Regions from separate parts of the Sus scrofa genome. Here region 2 is linked to region 1. Evidence: chromatin contacts called from public Hi-C data. All regions are on one chromosome and are shown on one strand. The core of a region is the stretch at or near the end of the contact, and the rest is flanking DNA. Distances in the headings are between cores, read along the strand shown. Region 1 holds the start of RERG (ras-related and estrogen-regulated growth inhibitor). Region 2 has its middle 27 kb from the start of PDE6H.

The links. A called contact is a pair of places that touch in the nucleus more often than the background predicts.
Region 2: a contact with region 1 is called in a Hi-C map of retroperitoneal adipose tissue, with 2.3 times the contacts expected there. The contact joins the enhancer-like site here to the promoter of RERG in region 1. A contact is called at or near these places in 11 of 47 Hi-C or Micro-C datasets (alveolar macrophages, brain, embryonic fibroblasts and 6 more) and 1 of 2 datasets of contacts at active chromatin or transcription factors (skeletal muscle).

Annotation. Positions count from the first base shown.
Region 1 is chr5:57,345,461-57,351,700 of Sscrofa11.1, reverse strand. It overlaps RERG (ras-related and estrogen-regulated growth inhibitor), which reads right to left and starts at 2,315. Exons shown (of 5, transcript XM_003481681.4): 1 at 2,068-2,315.
Region 2 is chr5:57,531,616-57,537,855 of Sscrofa11.1, reverse strand. No RefSeq gene overlaps it. Among named protein-coding and RNA genes, the nearest start is that of PDE6H, 27 kb to the left of the region's middle. Within about 2 kb of position 3,460, at least 1 of the 83 cell types and tissues checked has an H3K27ac peak or open chromatin away from gene starts, as enhancers often do. A contact at or near this core is called in retroperitoneal adipose tissue, where this site is marked.

The DNA.
Region 1 (6,240 bases), core at 1,066-3,565:
TAAACAAATGAACTGCTTCTGCCAGCTTGTTGGCATCTATAAATTTTCAAAAGGAGCTTCTCCGGAGCAAGAAAGAAGTAAAGGTTCTTTTGAAAAAGTGTTTCTACAAAGAAATTGTTTCCTTCATGCAATTGTTTCCTTCATTATGCATCTAAACCATTGATCTGTACCTGACAAATTTTGCATTTGCTGATTTCTACAGTGCCAGAGTTTCCTCGGAAGGACAAAAAGGTCAATACTAACATTGGCTGTGGTTTACTTCATCCCAAATGAAAAAACTCCTTAGAGATCATTAATAGCATAAACCCCAGAAGGATTTAACATCTGTAATTTGTCTAGTCCCATACTTTTGGCTAAAGATAAAAGAATTTTATTTGTCATTTTATATGCATTCATTAAGTAAAGGCCTCTATGTTTAAGGTTCAGAGCCTCATCACAGAAATATCACAGAAGCATAATATATCGAGATATATTATCTAAATACCTTCTAAATAAGAATGGCAAGCATTTCTTTGAAACATAGAACATGAAAGTGTCTGGAGCTTATATAAACAACAATTTATTTCATGCAAAACTGTTCATTCCCATGCACATAAAATCCAGATAATTTACTATCTGATTTATGCTTCAAGAAAGTAGCCATCAAATGTGATTAAAAAAAAAATTGCTAAGTTAATTTTTCAGTAACTCCCAAATAGCCTCAGAGGCATAGGAATTTGACATAAGAAAGGAAAATTGTGTGGATTAAATTTTTCATATGTACCTGAATCAGGATACAGCTAGTTACTGCCTATCTTATGTTATGTTTAGAAACATCCCTTAAAGACACAAAACGGACATACACCCTTCAACATTTTATTTCTCACATGAAAATGTGCAAAGTTACATTTGATAAATGTATAAAACAAAGATAAATGTGTACATTATTTTAATAAGTGACCTGTTGCCAAGTCTCTGATGTTCTAAATAATTCATGATCCAAGACCTTCCATAACATGGATCTAAAAAGACATTCGTTTTCATGTTGTTGTGCAGAAATATTCTGGCTGGGTCTTGAAGCTGCCATTCACCTTTTATATGGATAGTGCTTTATTAGGACAAAAACTTCTTAGTTCCTATCACTCCTAGAGCTAAAATCACACTTAGATATTTCAGAGATTAAAGGTGTATTGATTTTTTTCCCCTAAACATAAAGATACCAAAATAACGCTTAGAATAAGAAAAAAAAAAAAAAAAAAAAAGCCAGACTCGAAATTCTGTGTTACTATTAATGCATGCATTGATTCATGCCACTTTTATGCTAATCATAAAAGCGGCCACCTTCAAGGAGCTTACAATCCCATAGATGTATGACATTTGGTTCACTAATAAGCTGATTTTTAAACTTATTTAAAAAATAATTTATGCATCATAAACCATTTTTCAGACTATTATACTTATCAAGGTCCATGCTTTCTACTTCCTCTTGGCAAAAAAAACAAAACAAAAAAACAAGCATCTTGATAAGGTATATACGATTTATAAGATAATAGTGTTTCTAACTGCTGTATTTATGGTCTCATCAAAATAAAGTGCAGGTGTTTAGGGAAGCAAAGAATCTAGTCTGGTCGTGGGAATCTAGTCTGGTCTTCCGGCTGCTACTTCCCTAGCTCTGAAATCAAGTTTTCCTGGTCTCAATATGAGGAATTCTCCCGCATTTTATCACAACGCAGCACGCACAGGGATGAGTACCGTTGTAAGAGACTCCTGGCTATGGCGTTATTCTGAAAGCAACAGGTATCCTGGAACGATAAACAAACCCATCATGGACTGCGGGTCACTTGCTTTCAACCTGGGGAGCAAACGCTGCCTAAGTCAAAAGGGCATTCTAGGTCTCAGCTCTGACCGAGGGCGCTGTCAAGCTCGGGGCACCAGCGCTTACATCTCCCTCTCGGCGACCCCCAAAGCCCTGGCTGAGAGGACCCCGTGGCCAGGAGGGCCGCCCCGGAGGCCGAGCGTTCAGGGGCTCGGAAGGGTCTTCAGGAAGTCATCCCGAAAAAGCCACCTGGGCACGTGCGTGACACTCACCTGTTCACACTCTCCAGGCCCAGAGAGCCGCGGTCCCCCTGCAAGTTCAGAATCAGTCCCCCGGGACCGCTACCCCTCCCACGCTGCGCGGCCCAATCTGTGGGTGGCGTTTCCCGGCTGCTGGGCTGCGACTGCGGGGGGCAGCGGCAGTAGCAGTAATAGCTGGCGGAGTGGCCCGGGTCTCCCCGCAACCACTCTCTCCGACTAGCGGCGGATGGACTGCGGCAGGACGCGGGCTCCGGCGGACGAGGCCGCCGGGATGCTGCAGTGTGGCGCTCGCGCGCCCCCTACTGGGGCTAGCGCTCGGCTCCTCCAGCGAAGCCGCCTCCAGGCTGGATCATTCAAAAATCAGTTTTCGAGCTGCACTCGGACAGGCTTCCCTTTTCTCCTGCTAGATTCCCGGCCTCTAGGTTCTCGTTGAAGGATCTCACTCCTTGGGTTAAAACATTTGCCTGTAAAAGGATCAGTATGTGACCTTTTCGATTCCTTACTTCAGAAGGTCCTCACAACATCCCTTAGAGGTACGTTTAACTTTCCCCATGATTCCCACGAGGAAACAGAGGATAAATCACTTGTCCAAGGCTAGTAAATGGTTGGAATAAAAATCCAGGCCGATTGGAAGCTGAGATGCTAGGAGAGACATATGTACTGCATTAAATTGAACTTCATATCTCTATACTGGAGAAAGTTCCAAAAGATTCACATTTCCCCTTACAAGATCAGCATTTATAACGTTCGAATTGAAATCACACTCAATCATCCTCAAACCTAACGAAAATGATTAATATTTGTGCTGCGCTAGACTCCCTTTCACATCTCTCATCTCATCTGATATTTACTCCCTTCATTGAGGTAGGCACTCATTAAAATTATTAGCCTTCCGTGATTTCCTATTGTGGCTCAGCAGAGAGCCCACATTGTCTCTCTGAGGTTGCAGGTTCCATCCTGGGCCTTGCTCAGTGGGTTTAAGGATCTGATGTTGCCATGGTTGTGGTAGGCCCCAGCTGCAGCTTGGATTCAACTCCTAGCCCAGAAGTCCATATGCAGCAGGTGCAGCCATTTAAAAAAAAAAAAAAAATTGCATTTCAGAGCCAAGGAGGTGAGTTTCAGGGAGATTAAAAGATTTCCCAAAACTATGAAACTTTTGATGAGAAGCACGAAACACCCATATTATTTGTTTTCCTGTGAAGCCTGGTGTTCTTAACAAGACACCCGATGGCCTCCAGAAAACCACTGCCATGTCGAATAGACTAAGTGAACAGTGGTAGGTGAACAGTCTGTGTCCCTGATGGAAGCGGTGTAACAGGGCAGGCAGTTTCCAGGACCAGCTGACCTGGAAAGCCACCAGTTGTGAGCCATGCTGAATGGAGGAGCTGTGTCTGCACAAAGCTAGGAATTAGCTCCCTGAACAGGATCTTAATATATTTACTCACCTCATGAGATATTTTACCTTAAAGGTTAAAATTATTAGTCGCATAATAATTAGATATGTTAAAATTACTTATTACATAATAAAGCTACCTTAAGTAAAAATTATTAATTGCATATTAATGACATCTTAATTCATTGTGTTTAACCATATATTTGCTTATATTTAAATTTAAATGGGTTTTTATATATCTATATAATTTTTGTTTAACCATATATTTATTTTAGTCAATGTTAATTGACTTCTTGCTGTTTAAAGAGGAGGAAATTAGCCTCTTATTATGTCTCTCATGTTCCCCTCCTTCATCTTATATTTTTACTTTTTTTTTTTTTTTTTTGTCTTTTTAGGGCTGCACCCACAGCACATGGAGGTTCCCAGGCTAGGGGTCAAATCATAGCTGTAGCTGCTGGCCTGCACCACAGCTACAGCAACGCCTGATCTGAGCCACGTCTGCGACCTACACCACAGCTCAGAGCAACGCCCTATCTCTACCCTACTGAGCGAGGCCAGGGATCAAACCTGCATCCTCATGGATGCTAGTCAGGTTCATTTCCACTGAGCCACGATGGAAACTCCTGTTTATTTATTTTTTTATTTCTGTATAATTTTTATCGATTTATAATATTTGATTTGTTTCGTAGCTTTAATTCCCAAAGTTCTTTAAAACTTAGTTTTTTTAAAACTTTATTCCATTTAAATGGAATAAATGTATTTAATTATTTTACCATAGTTCTACTATTCCTGATTATTTTGATTAAGCCCTTCATTTGTTCATTAAGTAATTTTTTTTTTTTTTGGTTACATCCCAACACTGAATCCTTACCCCTTAGACCACCAGGGTACTCCAAGCGATGTTTTCAAGTAGGTCTTCTAGGTGCTATCTTGTTTATTTGAGAATATCCACCTTTCCTTGCTGTTTTTAATTCATTTTGCCTTAACCCTTCTTTGGCTTATTATGATCTTTTCCTCCTTTATTTCCTTCATAACATTTTTTTCTATTTATTACGTGGTTTATTTTAATCAGATATCAAATTTCCTGCAATATCCATAATAAAGGAATTCTTCTTGGCTCTTTTCCTCCCTTATCTGAAACCTTTGTTTTCACTACAGAGCAATGGTTTGAGGGCTGAGCATTTCACTCTGTCTACCATCCTGAGATGAGAAGATAAAGCAAAGAGGAGAGGTCATGCGAGTCTCTGCGTAGCCTTGTTAATGACCTTGTACCAGGATTTAATGCAGGCAGTCAGGATCAGACACTGTTCCAAAGAAAAGAATCCCTTCGTCTTGAGATGCTCCCTAATTTGTTCTTGGAATCTTCTACACTCTCTCCTAAGCCGTTTCCATAAATACACTCAATCGTGTCCCCTCCTCCTGTCAGAAAAGAAGGATAGTTACTCAATTCATTTCACTCCAAATTTAGAGGTATTCATTATTGGTGAAAAGAGTGCTCAGGATTTGATGACTCATCAATGCTGCTTCTGCAAGGCAGAACCTTTATACCATAATCCTTTATTCCATTAGAAGATTTGTTTTGAAGTTTTAGAGCAAGAAGTCAAGCCCATCTCCTTGTTTTGGTGCTGCTAATGATTTTTTTGTTTTGTTTTGATTGGGGTTTGGGGTATTATACTCTTGTTATTATATGCTTAGTTAGATATTAGGCAAAGGAAAATCTGTTTTTGGCTATGATTGGACTTTCCCTCTGACTGGAGACAAATCTACAAGCTTGCGAAGGATAGTCACAGAGATGAACCCAGATAGTTACACAGAAACGGACGTGGGACCTTGGTCATTCCATGTGCTCACTGCGTATTGTCTGTGAGTCTCTGGGAGACTTAACACAAGAACAACTGCTTAGGGTCTGAAGGCTCGTTGGAGACTTCAGAGATCTCAAAGCCTCAAAAAGACACTAGAGTTGAATTTAGCTGGAGTTCAGAGACCTTTGTGAACTTCCTGGACATTCAGTTGAGACCATATTCCAGGAGTGAGGGCCATGCTTAGGAATAAGAGCAGTGATCTAAGAGTAAGGGTGGATCTGAATTACACTGTCTACCCTAAATAAAGACTAAAATGAGGCCTGGACAGGGACAAGCTAACCCACCAGGGAATTAACTGCTTGCTAAAACTAAACTCAACACTGTTGAGAAAGATAACATAATTGAGAGCCTGTGAAACTATCATCTATAATGAAAGCATACTGTACTAGTTGGTTAGGGCTGCCATAACAAAATACCACAGACTGACTACCTTAAACAACAGAAATTTATTTCTCACAGTTTCAGAAGCTGGGAAGTCCAAAATCAAGGTTCTGGCCAAGTAGGTTTCATTCAGAGGCCTCTTCTCTTGGCTTTTAAGTGGCTGCTTATTCCTCTGTGTGCTCATATGTCTTCTCTGAGTCTGCAGGGAAATAGAGAGCTCTCTATTATCTTTTTGAATGAAGACATTAATCTTATCACATCAGGGCCCCACCTTTATGATCTCATTTAGCCTATTTCTGTAAAAGCCCTGTCTTGAAATAGAATCACATTGGAAGTTAAGGCTTCAATATATTTGGAGGAACTAGAACCTTCAGTTCATAATACATACAGTAGAAATTACTAGATAGGCACGAAGCATGAAAAAAATCACCAAAAATAAAAAATAGAAGTAGACAAGTAGATGACCCAAACATTGGAGGAAGTAGACAAGGACTTCAAAATTTCTAGGATTATTGCGCTAAAGCAAATCATGAACAAAAGTATGAACAA
Region 2 (6,240 bases), core at 2,211-4,710, 190 kb before region 1:
AGCACTTATATGTGGGATCTAAAATATGGCATAGACAAACCTATCTCCAGAACAGAAACAGACTCACAGACATGGAGAACAGACTTGTGTTTGCCAAGGCGGAGGGGGGAGGGAGTGAGATGGATGGGGATTAGGGGGTTAGTAGATGCAAACAATTATATTTAGAATGGATAGGCAATGAGATCCTGCTGTAAAGCACAGGGAACTGTATACAATCACTTGTGATAGAACACGATGGAAGATAACATGAGAAGAAGAATGCATATGTGTGTATGGTTGGGTCACTTTGCTGTAGAGCAGAATTTGACAGAATATTGTAAATCAACTGCAATAAATTTTTTTTTTAAAAAAGAAAGAAATTAGGAGTTCCCATCATGGTGCAGTGGAAACAGATCTGACTAGGAACCGTGAGGTTGCAGGTTCGATCCCTGGCCTCGCTCAGTGGGTTAAGGATCTGGCATTGCCATGAGCTGTGGTGTAGGTCATAGATGCGGCTCGGATCTAATGTTGCTGTGGCTCTGGCGTAGGCCGGCAGCTGTAGCTCTGATTCGACCCCTAGCCTGGGAACCTCCATATGCTGTGGGTGCAGCCCTAAAAAGACAAAATAATAATAATAAATTAATAAATTAAAAAAAGTAAAAGAAAAAAATTAAGTTAAAATAACCATCTTATTTTATCTAGGCAACTAACTGTACACTATGCTACAAATAGGGGATTTGCCACTAAAGCTTTAAAGGAAGGATGAGTCCCCGAAACATCTCCTCTAGATTTTAATTTCTCCCTCAAAATCTATGCCTGCAGCTCATCAGTAAATCTCATTGAAAAGGATCATTTCAGACACCCACAGGATATGTCTGGGACTCTAGAACTTCCTCAAAAGGAAGGTCCTGCAGCCCACCCAACTCCATGAGCTGGGCTTGAGCTCATGTGTTTGTACTTGGGCTCTTCTCAGAAAGCAATATATCTTAGGTTTTGTTGTTTTTATCAGGGACACTATGTCAATCAGGCTGCTTAATATGAGCTCCTGACAGTTGAAATGACAGCTTATGACAAAAAGAAAGTTAATGAAAAATGCCAATCCAGGTGAACCAGAGCAATTTGCTATTTTTATAAAATTGTCTGTGTCCATCACATTAGAAAAAGAAAGTGGATTGAATACCCTCTGCTCCCCATGGACCAAGAACTACTGGCCATTGCTTTTGTGTGTGTTCCCTGTCCATCTATGCTGTTAGAATGTTAATCCCACAAGGACAGGGGATTTATCTGTCTTGTTCACTATTATAACTGTCTCAGCACCCCGAAAAATGTCTGCAAAGAGAAGGGCATCAATAAATACTTCTTGGGTGAATAAATACAAGAATTAAATGAATGAGATGATGGTGTATATGGATGGTTGCAAAGGTCAATATGGCATAAACAGAGGCATCCTTCTCTAGATGCAGCCATGCTGTTTGTTTGCAAACAGCAGGTGCCAGCTGAAGCTCCTGCTGTGATTTGTGACACTGCCTGAATTTCCTTCAAGGGGTTGTTAAGAAGCTACTGTGCTATTTAGGAAGCTGCCGTCTCTTTACTCCAAATCCACCATTCTACACTCAGCTTTGCGACTCTGGGTCGGGGGGCTAGGAAATGCAGTTTGGGCTTCCTGAAGGAGGAGACATTGGGAGAAAGCTGTGAGGCAGAGGGAGAGAGGGAGGAGATAGAGGGTCCTATTCTTGACAGCAACAGCTCCCAGCAGCAGCTGCCCTGCCTTGGCAGCCGCCCTGCCTTGGCAGCGTGGTTGTACTGGCTCTGTCCTTCAGTTCTTTCTGTGCGCCCTCTACTGTCTGCAGTAGGCAGTGCCTTCTCAGGTTGGCTAGGCTCTTAAGGGCTTCTTCTTAAATTCCACCTTCCCTCTGGTGGTTCCCGCTTCTGGAAGTTATCTGTTTTATCTCAGTGTCCCCTTTTGCACTTTCAGCCCTCTAACACCTATTTGGGCAATTCCTTATAATCTACTGCCATCAATTTATAATAATTTCCATATGTTAATATAATCAGTATATACTTTCAAGTTTTGTGAACTAGACTCTGATGGATAAAGATTCTTACCTACAACTATGGTTGTTTCTACAAATTCTGCATTTCAAAGCTCTAACAAATCATCACAGACTTGCAGGAATTTTTGATATTTAACTTAATTTTAATTGCAGGATTTCTTTTAATTTAAAAATGTTTTTCTGATGGCAGATATCTAAATGCATAAAACAAATTGATGTATGTATAGAATATAAATGCCATAATTTTATTTAACAATTTGAACACATTTCAGTGGGATCAATAGTCTCTTATTTTTATTTATTTTTTTATTATTGTTTTTTCAGGGCCACATGCAGCATATGGAGGTTCCCAGGCTAGGGGTTGAATCAGAGCTGCAGCTGCCGGCCTAGACCACAGCCATAGCCACAGCAGTTCCTGGCTGTGTCTGTGGCCTACACAGGAGTTTACAGCAATGCTGGATCCTTAACCCAGTGAACCTAGGGATTGAAAAAACATCCTCATGGATACTAGTCCAGTTCGTTACTGCTAAGCCACAATGGGATCTCTTCTTACTTTAAAAAAGTACCCATTTAAAAAAATGTTATGTAAAAAACTCAGTGGTCCATGGATTCTGAGATCATCCCTTCCTATCATATTAGAGGGGAGAAAAACTGCCTATGGGTTTATAATTCCATCCTCAGACAGGTGAAATTTTTTCACATGAAGTAATTTGAGGAGTTTTCAGGAATGCCCAGTCTCAGCATCCCAGTTGCTTGCTCCTGCCAGCATCTGCTCAGGGCAAGAAGGGATGCAGGTCCAAGGAGATGGAGCACCACATTTTTCTTCTTTTTTTTTTTGTCTTCTTGCCATTTCTTGGGCTGCTCCCACAGCATATAGAGGTTCACAGGCTAGGGGTCCAATGGGAGCTGTAGCTGCCAGCCTACGCCAGAGCCACAGCAACGCGGGATCGTTAACCCACTGAGCAAGGGCAGGGATCGAACCCACAACTTCATGGTTCCTAGTCTGATTCGTTAACCACTGCGCCATGGCAGGAACTCTGAGACCCACATTTTAAGAAACTCTCCTTTCCTGCTGGGTCAGAGTCAGGGAAGCTTTCCAACAGCTGATTCTTCATTAGAGACATCTGGGCTGGGGCCAGACTCAGGACAGAAGTCACCATCTAAAATGGCTGAAATTCTTTGTAATTCCACATCTATGCCCACAGTAGGCTTTCTGCCTCAGACTTGCTGGTCTAAGATCCAGCAACCAACGTGACTTTGGCTATCACAGCATTTTCTTCTGTTCTGCAATGGATGAAACAGTGATGCCATGGGAAAGTTCAAGCCATCAGCATCGAGTGCTGCTTGTCCAGTGGAGTGGAAATCTGTTTTTCTCCCTCTCACCCATTCTTGTAGCTCCCATCCTTCAAGTGCCTCTTAGATGCAAAGCCCTGACCTAGGGTTTTTACACTTTTTGTCTCTCTTGATTCTCCATAAACCTGTCTTGCAGGTGTTACGATGACATCATTTACCAAGAGACTTGAAACCAGAATTTAATGCCCTACAACTGGGAAGTGGTGAATGTAGTCCTTGATAACATCTAAGCCTAAGGCCTGGTATTTTGCCATTTTCCCCTTCTTCCACCATGTGTACACACATAATCACGAAGGGGCAATTTTCCTGTTGTCCACTAACGAGGGTCACAGAGCTTTTGTATCTTTACTGCTTCTAATTTCTATGTTTCTCACAGCCATTATTTTCCTATTTTTGAAAATAGGTATTATGCAATTTATTATATTTTTCAATAATTTTTATAGTATCAGTATTGATTCTTAAAGGTGTTTCTTAGAATTTTTAGGTCTGACGCTATTAAGCATTCAGACTTCCTCCTCTATTTAATTTTAGTGTCACGTTGGTCTTTGGAATTTCAGGTTTCCCCTTTCCTTTATAAGTAGCTTTCCAGTAGGAGAAGGGTCTTTCCAGTAGAAAGGGTGGGGGAGGCTTCCTTTACTGTTTTTCTAAAGTTATGTAATTTTGTTTAACAAACATTGATAGAGCATTTATTACATGTTTGCTATTATATGTTTGATACTGTATGTTTGATACCAGTGTGCAATTCTTGCTGCAATATTACCTAAATTAGGCAAAAATAGCTCAGTTTATAAGAGAAACCGTGACTTTTGAGGAAATTGCTCAGTGTAACTAGATGAAAAGATAAGTGGAGCCTTGTCTCCAATCCAAGTCTATTCAATGCTGAAAGCTTATCCCCTGAGACACTAAAGTCTGTCTGTCTGTCCTGGCCACTGTGTTCACCATCCCCCAAAGCTTGTCTCAGAGCCATGGTTTACAGAGTACATTCCTCATTTCCCATTGCCTCTGTTTGTTTACTCCAAAGCCAGTGTTGCCATGTTGATGCCTACAGAGCACTGATCTGATGCTAACTGTAAATGACTGTTTGCTTCTGTCCCCTCAACTTGACTGGAAGGGTCTTTTTCACTGTTTCCTTCCAGCACTTGGCATAGTGAGGAACTTGTAGTTAGTATTTACCAAATATTTAGTGAATAAATGGATGAATGATTCTGGGCTCACCAAATACATGCCCACTGTTGCCTCCTATGTCTGCATCTACCTGGAGGAAATTTCCATCTTCTCTCACCACCACCAGATCTCCTTAATTAAGCACGTGATTGTTGTCACATTGGTTATGGATATTTGCTATTGACCAAGCTGATAAACTGATGTCTTTTGTTATCTACAGGAGCTGTGAGAAATGTCCTTGAATGGACATTGTTATAATTGTAGATTTTACTGAGATTTTACTGGCTGTGTCTTCTTTTGCGGCAAGTGACATGGCCCCAGCTCATACTAGCTTAGCAAAAAGGATATTCATGACTTTGAATATTTAGCTGGGAGATGGAATATTGACAGCTGGCTTCAGACCCTGATGGGTCCCAGAGCTGAACAATATTGTTTCTATTTGTCTCGGTGTGCCTGGTCCTTTCTCTGGATTTTGTGTGTCTCTGGCTTCATCCTGCAGAAAGGCTCTCCCCATTTGAGCATCAAGTACCAAGATAGGAGGACCCTAAGTCAGTAGTTCTCAGAGTGCTCCCAGCAGAATCAGCATCACCTGGAATCTGGTTGGAAATGTAAATTCTCAGACCCCATCCCAGCCCTGTCGAATAAGAAACTCTGAAAGTGGGGACCAGTAATCTGTGCTTTTTAAAGCACCCCAGGTTGTTGTGATACATGCCAACTTTTGAGAACCATGGGGTTCAGGATGGAAACTGGGTCCTGAAATGAACAGACGTCACCCAGTGACCATTCACCTATGGAAGTGGAGGAACACAGAGGTGGTCCCAAGTAAGAGATGTGTGCCTGGAATTCATCCGAGGTACAAGGCACTCATTTAAGAGTCTAATTCATTCACCTCAGTTATGTCCTTATCTCTATTTTGAAGTGTCTTCAAAAAGAAGAGGATTTGGAGAAAGTTTAGTCATGGATGATCTTTTGGTAAATCCCATCTTTAAGACTGAACTGGAGGACAGTGGGGTCTGTGCCCCATGCAGGAAAGACATTCAGGGTCAAAAATCCCACTTTCATTAAGAATTTTGGGGATTCTGCAACTTCCCGATTTTACTTTTTGTTTAAAAAGATTTTTTTTTCTTTTTTTTTAAAGGTAGGCACTATTCTTTTACTTTCTAATGATGAGCAATAAAATCCTTGGATGCCGATTATTAGCTTGAGGGTTGTTTGTTAGTTTGAGGAGATAGTACAAAGAGGGAAAGGTCGGGGAGAATTGTGATCCATTCTGTAACCAGTCTTGAGGAAATCCCAGTAGATGAAAACAGAAACCACAACTCAGAGGAGGGGAAAAACTGCCTCAATTCCTTGTACTTCCGAAAATAGAACCTCTCTCTCCCCTACCCTGGGGCCTACAAATGCTCCCCCAGGGACCTTGGTTCCCTTAACCATAGTAATGAGTCATTTTGCAATGCTGTGTTCTGCATTAACGTTCTTTTTGGATTGTACTTGTTTTTAATTCTTGTTTGGTCTTTTATTTTTTTATTCATTTTTTATTTTTTAATTTTTTTTTTTGCTTTTTAGGACCATACCTGTACCAGTGGCATATGGAAGTTCCCAGGCTAGGGGTTGAATCAGAGCTACAGCTGCCAGCCTATGCCACAGACACAGCAATGCCAGATTCTAGCTTCATCTGTGACCTACACTG